Linked DNA regions of Triticum aestivum: region 2 is linked to region 1. Evidence: chromatin contacts called from public Hi-C data. All regions are on one chromosome and are shown on one strand. Each heading gives the region's core, a stretch centred on a gene start, on an enhancer-like site or on the middle of the called end of the contact. The rest is flanking DNA. Distances are from core to core; before and after follow the strand shown.

Region 1 (4,207 bases), core at 835-3,334:
TGCAGTACCCGTGTTGCTGCAACATATCGACATATTACTGCATATTTCATGTAAGATCCCAATTTTAAAGAGAACTATAGCAAACGAATTCAGGAAAATTACATCTTAATACATACTTCAATACATAACAACAGCAGCAGCAGCAACAACAAAGCCTTAGTCTCAAACAAGTTGGGGTAGGCTAGAGGTGAAACCCATAAGATCTCGCAACCAACTCATGGTTCTGGCACATGGATAGCAAGCTTCCACGCACCCCTGTACATGGCTAGTTCTTTGGTGATAAGTAAATTTAGATGCCCTGGAACCATTTATGAATACTATTCAGCATGCTTTACCTGGCAAGGTTGCAAAACATACCCAGTAGAAAGCAAAGAGAAATGATGGTATGAATATTCCAAGTTAACTGCTTCCGATCAGCATATGATTCAATAAATTAGAGAGTGTCTCAAAATAAAATGTGGTTGGATGAACATTTCATTGCAAACATGCCAGATTTCTAGCTATGATGTCTGCATTTGTACGTATCCACAGCCAGAAATGTGGAACCAAGCATACGAAAACGTACATTTTTTCAATAATCTATCCAACTCACTGTCCTGAAATTTTTCACCCTTCCTTTGCATTGCAAAACAAACAGCTACATAGAAGCTGTATGGTGACAATCTATTACACCATGAAATAAAGCAACTCCAGAACGTTGTAGCACCCCAAGACATAAGGGTGTTTGTATTGTCCAGTTTAGTTAGAGATGGTTGATCTCCTCAGAGGATGCAAACTTAAGAGGTAGAGACCATGTGTTACCCAAATGCAATTGTTCCCAGGCATTCAATCGATCCAATATAAGATAACAATTTTAGCTTGTAGCAATATTGCTATTAATTAAATGTATTCAATTAGCTATCTACAATCCTACATTATGAAATAGTTAGCTCAAGTAACACTACGCAAATACCAAGGGATTAAAAGACATGACACCACATATAAATAGCAACAACAATTCTTACATGACTTCACCTTGGGGTTCTGCATAGCAAGCCGTGTCCTCTCCCGAATCCGCTGGAGCGTCTCTGCACATGCAAGTTAAATTTAATAAGGCGTTACCGTTTCCTCAAATCAATATGCAACTCTTATCTAAGACATTTACTAGATCCATTTAAACCTTCATCGTTGCAGTTATCCCATGTTTTTCTGGAACAGAACATCTACATGAATTTCCTAAAAGGTGGCCGTTGGCATGTTGAGTTCTCACGTTGCTATCACACGGTTTCCACCTACCAGTACCAATCTCCCTCTTTTTCTTCCATTTTAATCAAAAAATTTCACAAAAGTTACTATTGAAGGATTAGGTGGTGTTTGATTCTCTAGTCCTAGGACTTTTTCTAGTCCCTACGACTTTTTGGAAAAGACTCTCAAGGAGTGCTTCTAAGGACTTTTAGCAAAAAGTACCACCCTGTTTGGTTTGCTATGGACTTTTTCTAGTCCCAACACAAAAAAGTCCCTGGAACCAAACACCCCTAAACTAGGGTGCAATCCTACCTGGGCTGTGCTTCCTGCCCTTGTTCCACGGCGTATTCCCCTTGTTCGCCTGCGATATCCGCATCCGCCTCATCATCTCCCTCTCGTCCACTGCCTCGCCGTCTTCCTCATTCCCCACACCGTCCTCCTCAGTCGGAAACTGGATTTCCAACGCCTTCGCACCGCGGTCCAGGGCCAGCGCAGGGTCCACCTCCGCTAACACCCTGACTGCGCCGGCGCGGCAGCGGGGCGGCCCAAAGCATATCACCCGGCGATGGGCGTGGGATGCGCAGGGCCACGGGGGAACCTGCGGGAGCCGGGGCCAGGAGGAGACCCAGTAGTAGCCCAGGAGCTGCGGCGCCATTAGACGTCTGTGTTCTTCACGGCTGATGGTTGGCCTAGCAGAATGCCGCCCACGTAGCGCGTGGAGACGTGATGCGAGGAATGGAGGGCGGCTGAGGGAAGGATTGGCTCGGCCGCGGCTGATGGAAGGATTGGTTCGGCGGCGGCGGCCGAGAGATAGTCGAGCGAATTGGTGACGTCCTATGCGGAGAACGTGGAGTGGAGCAGGGATAAGAGCGGCCGCAAACCACTCGGGTTGGGCCGAAAACCGCGCACCGGGGGCCATACCGGCCGAATTTCCGTCGTTTTCTTTACCTTTCCCTCCATTTCCCTAGTGCCGTCTTCCTTCTCCCTAGTCGCTTTCGCAATTCTTTCCCCCAAATCCGCCCGCCATATTGTCGAAAAAGTATGCGGCCCCTCGCCTAGCCACCGATTCCGTCCAACCAAAGTAGAGGAAGCCGAGGGCACCGATGGCAAGGCCCCCAGGCTTGTCGAACGCCCAGTGATCGCCGGGAGGCGATCACCGCTGACCGGCAGAACAAGCTCGTCATAAAGAAGGCCAGAGACGCGACGGCGGCGGAGTAGGAGGAGGTGTCTCGCGCGGGGATGGCAAACCTTCCGTCTCAACAGGCCGGCCGGTGCCCACAAGCCGCGTGGGGGAGCCAGCTTCTCGCCGCCACTATGGGGGTATGCGCCCTTGCCTGACTACGCCGACGGCGACGCGCATGGCGGCTTCAACCCCAACATCACCTTCCTGCATGGTGCGGCATCGCGCGCGTCCCCGTCAGGCTTCAACCACGACCCGCGCAATCCCTCCCCCGCGTTCGCCGCCGGCCTCAACACCCAGTACAACTACTCATCACCGACTTACTCAAGTTCGCCTGCGCCGTAGTGCCTTGCCCTTCGCACATGGCTCGGCGCCACACTTCAGCAGCACCGACGCCGACATGGACGAGATGATCACGAGCGGCTCGAGCACCGCCGCTTCGTGCCTCGGGTTCCGCACGCGAGACGAAACTCTTGACGCCGCCGTCGACCTAGAGGACGAGCTCGACGACGCCGAGTAAGAGGTGGAGGAGGAAGAACCGGCGGAGGTGGAGCCGGCGCCCAAAGGGAGAAAGAAGAAGCGGGCGGCCAACGCCAGGCCGGGCGAGCCTCGCGTCAAATGGACGTCCAAGGAAGACAAGTGCCTCGCCAAAGCATGGAATACCGTCAGCATCGACCCGATCACCGGCTCGAATCACAACACCGACACGTACTGGAGAAGGATCAAGACGGCGTTCGACGAGCGCAAGTTGGTCGACCCCGACTTCGCCAACATCCACATGGACCGCGGCGAGAAGGCCATGGTGACCATTGGGCGACCATCCAGGGCCCTGCAACAAGTGGCATGGGATTCAAGAGGAGATCGTGGCTCGCCCAGAAAGCGGCGCCAACGTCAAGGGTCGGGTATGGCCATCGATCGCCGGCCCAGTTCTTCGCCGTGTACTTCGCCGACACTTTTGTCTTTGGCTGTGCAGATGGTTCGGATGTTCAACATGTTTCGCCAGGGCAACAACGACCAAGAGTTCAAGTTCCTTCATGTGTTCACCAGGATCGAGTTGTGCGAGAAATGGACGGAGTGCCGGCTCGCTCTCGCCAAGGTGAAGGACGCCTACAACCCGGACGCGTCTGCCCCAGCGGCGGCAGAAGGGCGCCCTAATGGCAACAAACGAGCCAAGGCAGCGAGGGACGCAGCACCCGCTGTTGAACGGTTGCAATCGTCGATCGAGCAGTGCATCGCCGACGCCAAGAGGGAGGAGAAATCCGACGCGAGGTGGCCGGCGTTGATGACGAACCAGGACGTCAAGCTCGACCTTCTTAGGACCAACGTCACCGCGAAGAAGAGGAACACCGACCTAGCGTTCTTGAATGGGGCAGACACGTCGACGATGGATGAGCAGGTGAAGGCTTGGTAACTGGCGGACCGTGGCTGTCGTCTTGAACCAGATGTCGGGACCGGCGGCGATCACCGCTCCTACGCCCACTACGCCAACGCCGACGTCGAGCCCGAGCACTGAAGTTGTGCCCACGCCGACGCCAAGCCCGAGCACTGAAGTTGCGCCCACGCTGACTCGAGCCCGAGCACTGAAGTTGTGCCCCACGCCGACGCCGACCTCGGCCAGCCCTGCGACAAAGGAGCCTGCTGTTTTGATGAGCCTTGTGTCTATTGTTCCTACCCTTTTGATCGCCGGACTTTAGCTATGTTCGATCGCCGACCTTGTGGCATAATGATCACCGACCATGTGGCATGATGATCGCCGAACTGTGTTGTTTTTTTTGTAGCGGGAAAGTGAACTTTGAATTTTGA
Region 2 (4,532 bases), core at 808-3,307, 470 kb after region 1:
CCTGATCCAGACTTAAACGCCAAGCTTCTAATTTCACGCGCTCCAACTGAGCCTCAATCTAAGCCCGCACCGTTGACATCCTGGCATTCTCTGCGTTGATATCCTCCTGGGCCTGGGTCATCTGTTCCTTAAGCTTCGCGATCTCTGCATTGCGTTCTACTTGGTTTTCTGCTGTGACCTCGGCCCCCATTAAGGTTGTTAACTCACTCATCAACTCCAGCAAAGCCTGAGCCAGCGGTCTGGGTGAGCTGAAGCCTGAAGGGTCAATAGCTACTTCTACTCCAGCCGTCGTGCTGTTGAGCGCCGGCGCTGAGCCTACCATGAAGATGGCGGCTCGGCGGCTCATAGGGGTCCGGAATACTGTTGACGTTGGAATAGTCCCCAAGCCCGCCGTCTTGAAGCTGGTAAATTGACTCCATCTTTCCGGTCGAAGACTCACCACCTGAGTAGATGAGAGTCTCTCCCCCAGATGCAGAGTTTTCCGCGAGCTCCACGCCTTACGTAAAACCAACGAAAGCGTGCTTCCGGGCGGGTTGCGTGCGCCGAGCCGACTCGATGAGGTCAGTGCAGGTGTCTGGCTCAGGCTCAGATCTGCCAATCTTTTCGATGAAGACATGAATTCCGCCGAAGGGGACCTGGTACCCGTACTTGATTGAATCATCCTCGGGGCCCCAGCCAGCGTCGTCGATATAGAGCTTGTCGCGGCAATTCTTTGTCATCCTGCCAACGGCGTATCCCTCAATCCCTAGGAAAGAGCCCTTCAAGAACTCAAAACCACCATGCGTTGGCCCCATGGTGGGAGCCAACTGTCGTGGTTTTGTCACGGCATATGCCCTAGTGAAAGGACTTAGGTGTGAGGCCATCGCGATGGTGGTTAGCTTGTCGGGGTTGAGCGGGACGAGAGACGCAGACTTATCCAGGTTCGGCCCCTCACGATCGAGGTAATATGCTACATCCCGCTTTATGTTGTATTGCTTGAGTATCGATTACAAGGGAGCGGATTCGCTTGACCTAGCTATCGATTGATTGTAACTTAGTCTATCTGCCCTAGGGGCACGCCTTTATATACACGTCGAGGCCCCGAGCTTATAAGAGTTCTAGTCTTAATCGGACTCGTGACTAGATACATCCCTAACCCTCCCTACTCTCTAAGGAAGGAAACTCAGGGTGGCTTGCGCCTTCCAAGCCATGAACTGCCATCCGCGGTGTTGGGCTTAAGAGCCGGCCCGCTCAAGAGCTGCCCATCGGGTCTTCAATATTCACCGCCCGCGGCCCATGTTCCCCTCGGGCTATTGACTCGCCACTTCTATGACCCGACCAGCACACGGAGGGTCATATCCTGGGGTTATATCGCCAACACCTACCCTCAAATGGTGGAATATTCAATTTAAATTTAGGGACATGGTCATGATCTCGTACCTGAGGGGTGGTGGATAGTCGCAAACCCGTCAAGCAAATTACAAATTCTTACATGTTCTTACCAAGCAGCAGGTGGTGATCGGAAACTGCTGTAATCAAAACTCGTCAAAGCTTGGATAGAGCAATTGCTAGGTGGTGTCAAACGCACAATGTAGATGATATGTGAAATTGGGAAGGCTTAATATATGGTAGAAAAATGTCCAACAATAATCAATTCAAAGATGCAAAGTTGAATAAATGCTCAAGAATGATACTGTGCTAGTCCTAGGCTAGACCATACTAGAGACGTGAGCCTAGGGCACTAACAAGATCACGACGCGGCAAGTAAACAAGGGAGGATCACACTCTGGAAAAAAATCGCTCTTTCTTTGCACTTTTTCGCTCTCTCTTTTTTTTGCCCAGCAATATATTTTTAGGGAAAAGTTTACAAATGGTCTAAAAATTGCCTAGCCAGGATTTTCACATTTAGTTTTTTTAGTTTGGAACATTTTTCCTTCTATGGGTGGCACGAAGGTTGGGCGTCTGACTTGATCATGACACATACTATTGTGTGATGTGGAAATAAAGCCCATTAACAATCGCGGTAAGGGCGCCCGCAGGCGATGTCCACCTAACCCTTTTACTGTGTGAGGTCAAAAAAATTAAACCGAAGGAGAGAAAAAAAAAGAGAAACGGATCGTCTCCATTCACCACCACCCTGATTCCTCCCCCTCTCCCTCATCTGCCGCTGCCGCCACTCACCGGCACCCTCCCCCACAGCCGTCGCCGCCACCAGTGCCCTCGCCCACAGCCTGCACCCCTATCCTTCTCTCCTCCGCTCACCTTATCCCCACCACAGGCGAGCTCCTCCTCCCCCCTGCTCGCCCCAGATTGAGCAGCAGGTTAGGGTTCACGGCCACAGCGGCACGAGCGCTCCGATGCAGGTTCAAGCCGCTTGAGGTGGGTGCTCGCTGCGGCTCTTACCCTTGTGCTGACGCCATCGACAAGGTGCCCTCTCCATCACTTCTGTGTGTGTGTGTGTGTGTGTGTTCGATTTGGGGTTGGTCTTTTATTCATGAAGATCGATTTATTCTCTGTTACAGAACATATACCTCTGTTAGTGGAGCAGCCCCAACCCTAGCCCTTCTTCGGCCATGGCGACCTAGCAAGCAGGAGGTGCGAATCCCTTTTCTTATCCCCTTGTGTGATGCGTGCCTCTGCTTGTAGAGGCGTGGTGAATTTTTTAGTGTGTGTTGGCCATCGAGCCATGGCGTTTTCTAAGGTTTTATCTACTATCATGCCACATTTGTTAGTACTCGGAGAGTTTTATCTACTGTGAGGATTCTTGCCTTATTTATACTCCCTCCGTTCCGAAATGTAAGTCGCTGGAGGATTAGTTCCGACCAGGTGAAAACGGTGGAATTTACATCGTTGCCCCTAGTTTGAATCGGTATCCCCATCGTCTTCCTCCATCCGCGAGGCCATAGCCCGCCCGTTCACCAGGCCATCGTCCGCTCGCCCGCCCCTGCTTCTCCTCCGCCTGCCCCTGCTTCTCCTCCATGCGCCCAGGTCCCAGGCGCTCCCAGGTCCTCGCCTCCAGCAGCGATCCCTGGTCCTTGTTTCCAGCAGCGATCCCAGATCCAGGGGTGCCAAGGAGGCACACAGCAGCAGCAATCCCAGTTCCCAAGTCCAGCAGCAGCAATCCTAGGTCCCAGGTCCAGCAGCAGCGATGCCAGGTCCTTAGGGCCTTAATCCTGCTCCTTCTTGTTCTCCTGGGCGTGCTCCTTCTTCTCCTGGCCATGTTCCTTCTCCTGCAACAACAGCAACAACAGAGATAATAATCATACTGATCAGCAGCAGCAACAACAGCTGCTGGGTTCTTCTGCATGTGGAGTATGACAGCAGCAGTAGTAGTTTGACAACAGCAGCAGCAGTAGTTTCACAATAGCAGCATCATCAGATTAGCAACAACAGTAGTAGCAGATCAGCAACACATAAGGAGCAGCAGAAGGTTCTGGAGAACATGCTTTACCTGTAGTACCAGCTCACCACTGACAACGGCCTCGTCGTCTCGCCTGTAGAAGATGGTTCTCCTGGACCTCAACAACACTCCACCTGTAGAAGATGAGATGATTGAAGATGCAGGAGATGAAGATGCAGGAGATGGAGATATACTAAATGCAGGTATATTTCAGAATTTGTTTGACATGAACTACTCTGTTAACTGAATGGGAGTAGAACAATGCAGATATAGTACTAAATGCAGGAGTAGAACAATGGAAGTACACAATGAGGATCAAATAAAACAATGATCAGTTAAAGTTAAATACTCTGTTAACTCAAATGATCAAATAAAGCAATGGGAGTACACAATTTGACATGGAACGTTTTCAGTTAACTTTAACCGAATATTTTCAGTCAACTAATTTTTTTAGTTAAATTACTTGCAAGAGGAGTACACTACAGTAGCTTGCAATCCTCTTCTTGCAAGTCCTACACTAAACTACTGCTTGCAAGCACTACTGCTTGCAAGTCCTAACTTAACAGCAGCAATCACCATCAGTACTCCAAGTAATCCAAGAAAATTAATTGAAAAGGTTTAATCCAAGAAAATTAATTGAAAAGGTTTAATTGTAAGCACTACAAGCAAACATGCTCAAAAGAGAAGAAACTGAATCAAATGCATGCATTGCAATACTCTACTCCGGCAAGCAAAATGCTACTGCTACTCAGTTTAATTTTAATTAAAGAAAATTAAATCATTGAGGGCACAAGAGGAGTATTTGCAAGAGAAGAGAAGAGAAAAGAAAAGAGAAAACCCTACACTTAATTATGAGCAGCTAAGAGAAGATGACAGCAAGAACAGAGAAGAAGATACTCCTGCACTTAATTATGAGCAACTAAAAGAGCAACTAAACTATTGCAAGCAATCAAGCAAGCACTACTGCTACACTTAAATGGACTAGTACTCCATACATATGCCTACATAAACACATTTTAATTAAATTGACTACTGCATACATTTGCATACTAAAATTGAGAGCTTTACCCATGCCTCTGTTCAGTGCAACAACATTTGACAAGGCTCTGCATAATTCTGCTGTTGGTGCTCTCCTACAGGCTCTCCATCCACA

The links. Hi-C and Micro-C count contacts between places; a contact is called where the count stands out from the background.
Region 2: a contact with region 1 is called in a Hi-C map of leaf, with 6 times the contacts expected there. The contact joins the promoter of LOC123180895 here to the promoter of LOC123180894 in region 1. A contact is called at or near these places in 3 of 5 Hi-C or Micro-C datasets (all in leaf).

What each region holds. Positions count from the first base shown.
Region 1 is chr1D:184,869,824-184,874,030 of IWGSC CS RefSeq v2.1, forward strand. It overlaps LOC123180894, which reads right to left and starts at 2,085. Exons shown (of 6, transcript XM_044593078.1): 1 at 1,537-2,085; 2 at 1,015-1,067. The coding sequence starts at 1,879.
Region 2 is chr1D:185,336,123-185,340,654 of IWGSC CS RefSeq v2.1, forward strand. It overlaps LOC123180895, which reads left to right and starts at 2,058. Exons shown (of 10, transcript XR_006491379.1): 1 at 2,058-2,406; 2 at 2,502-2,574.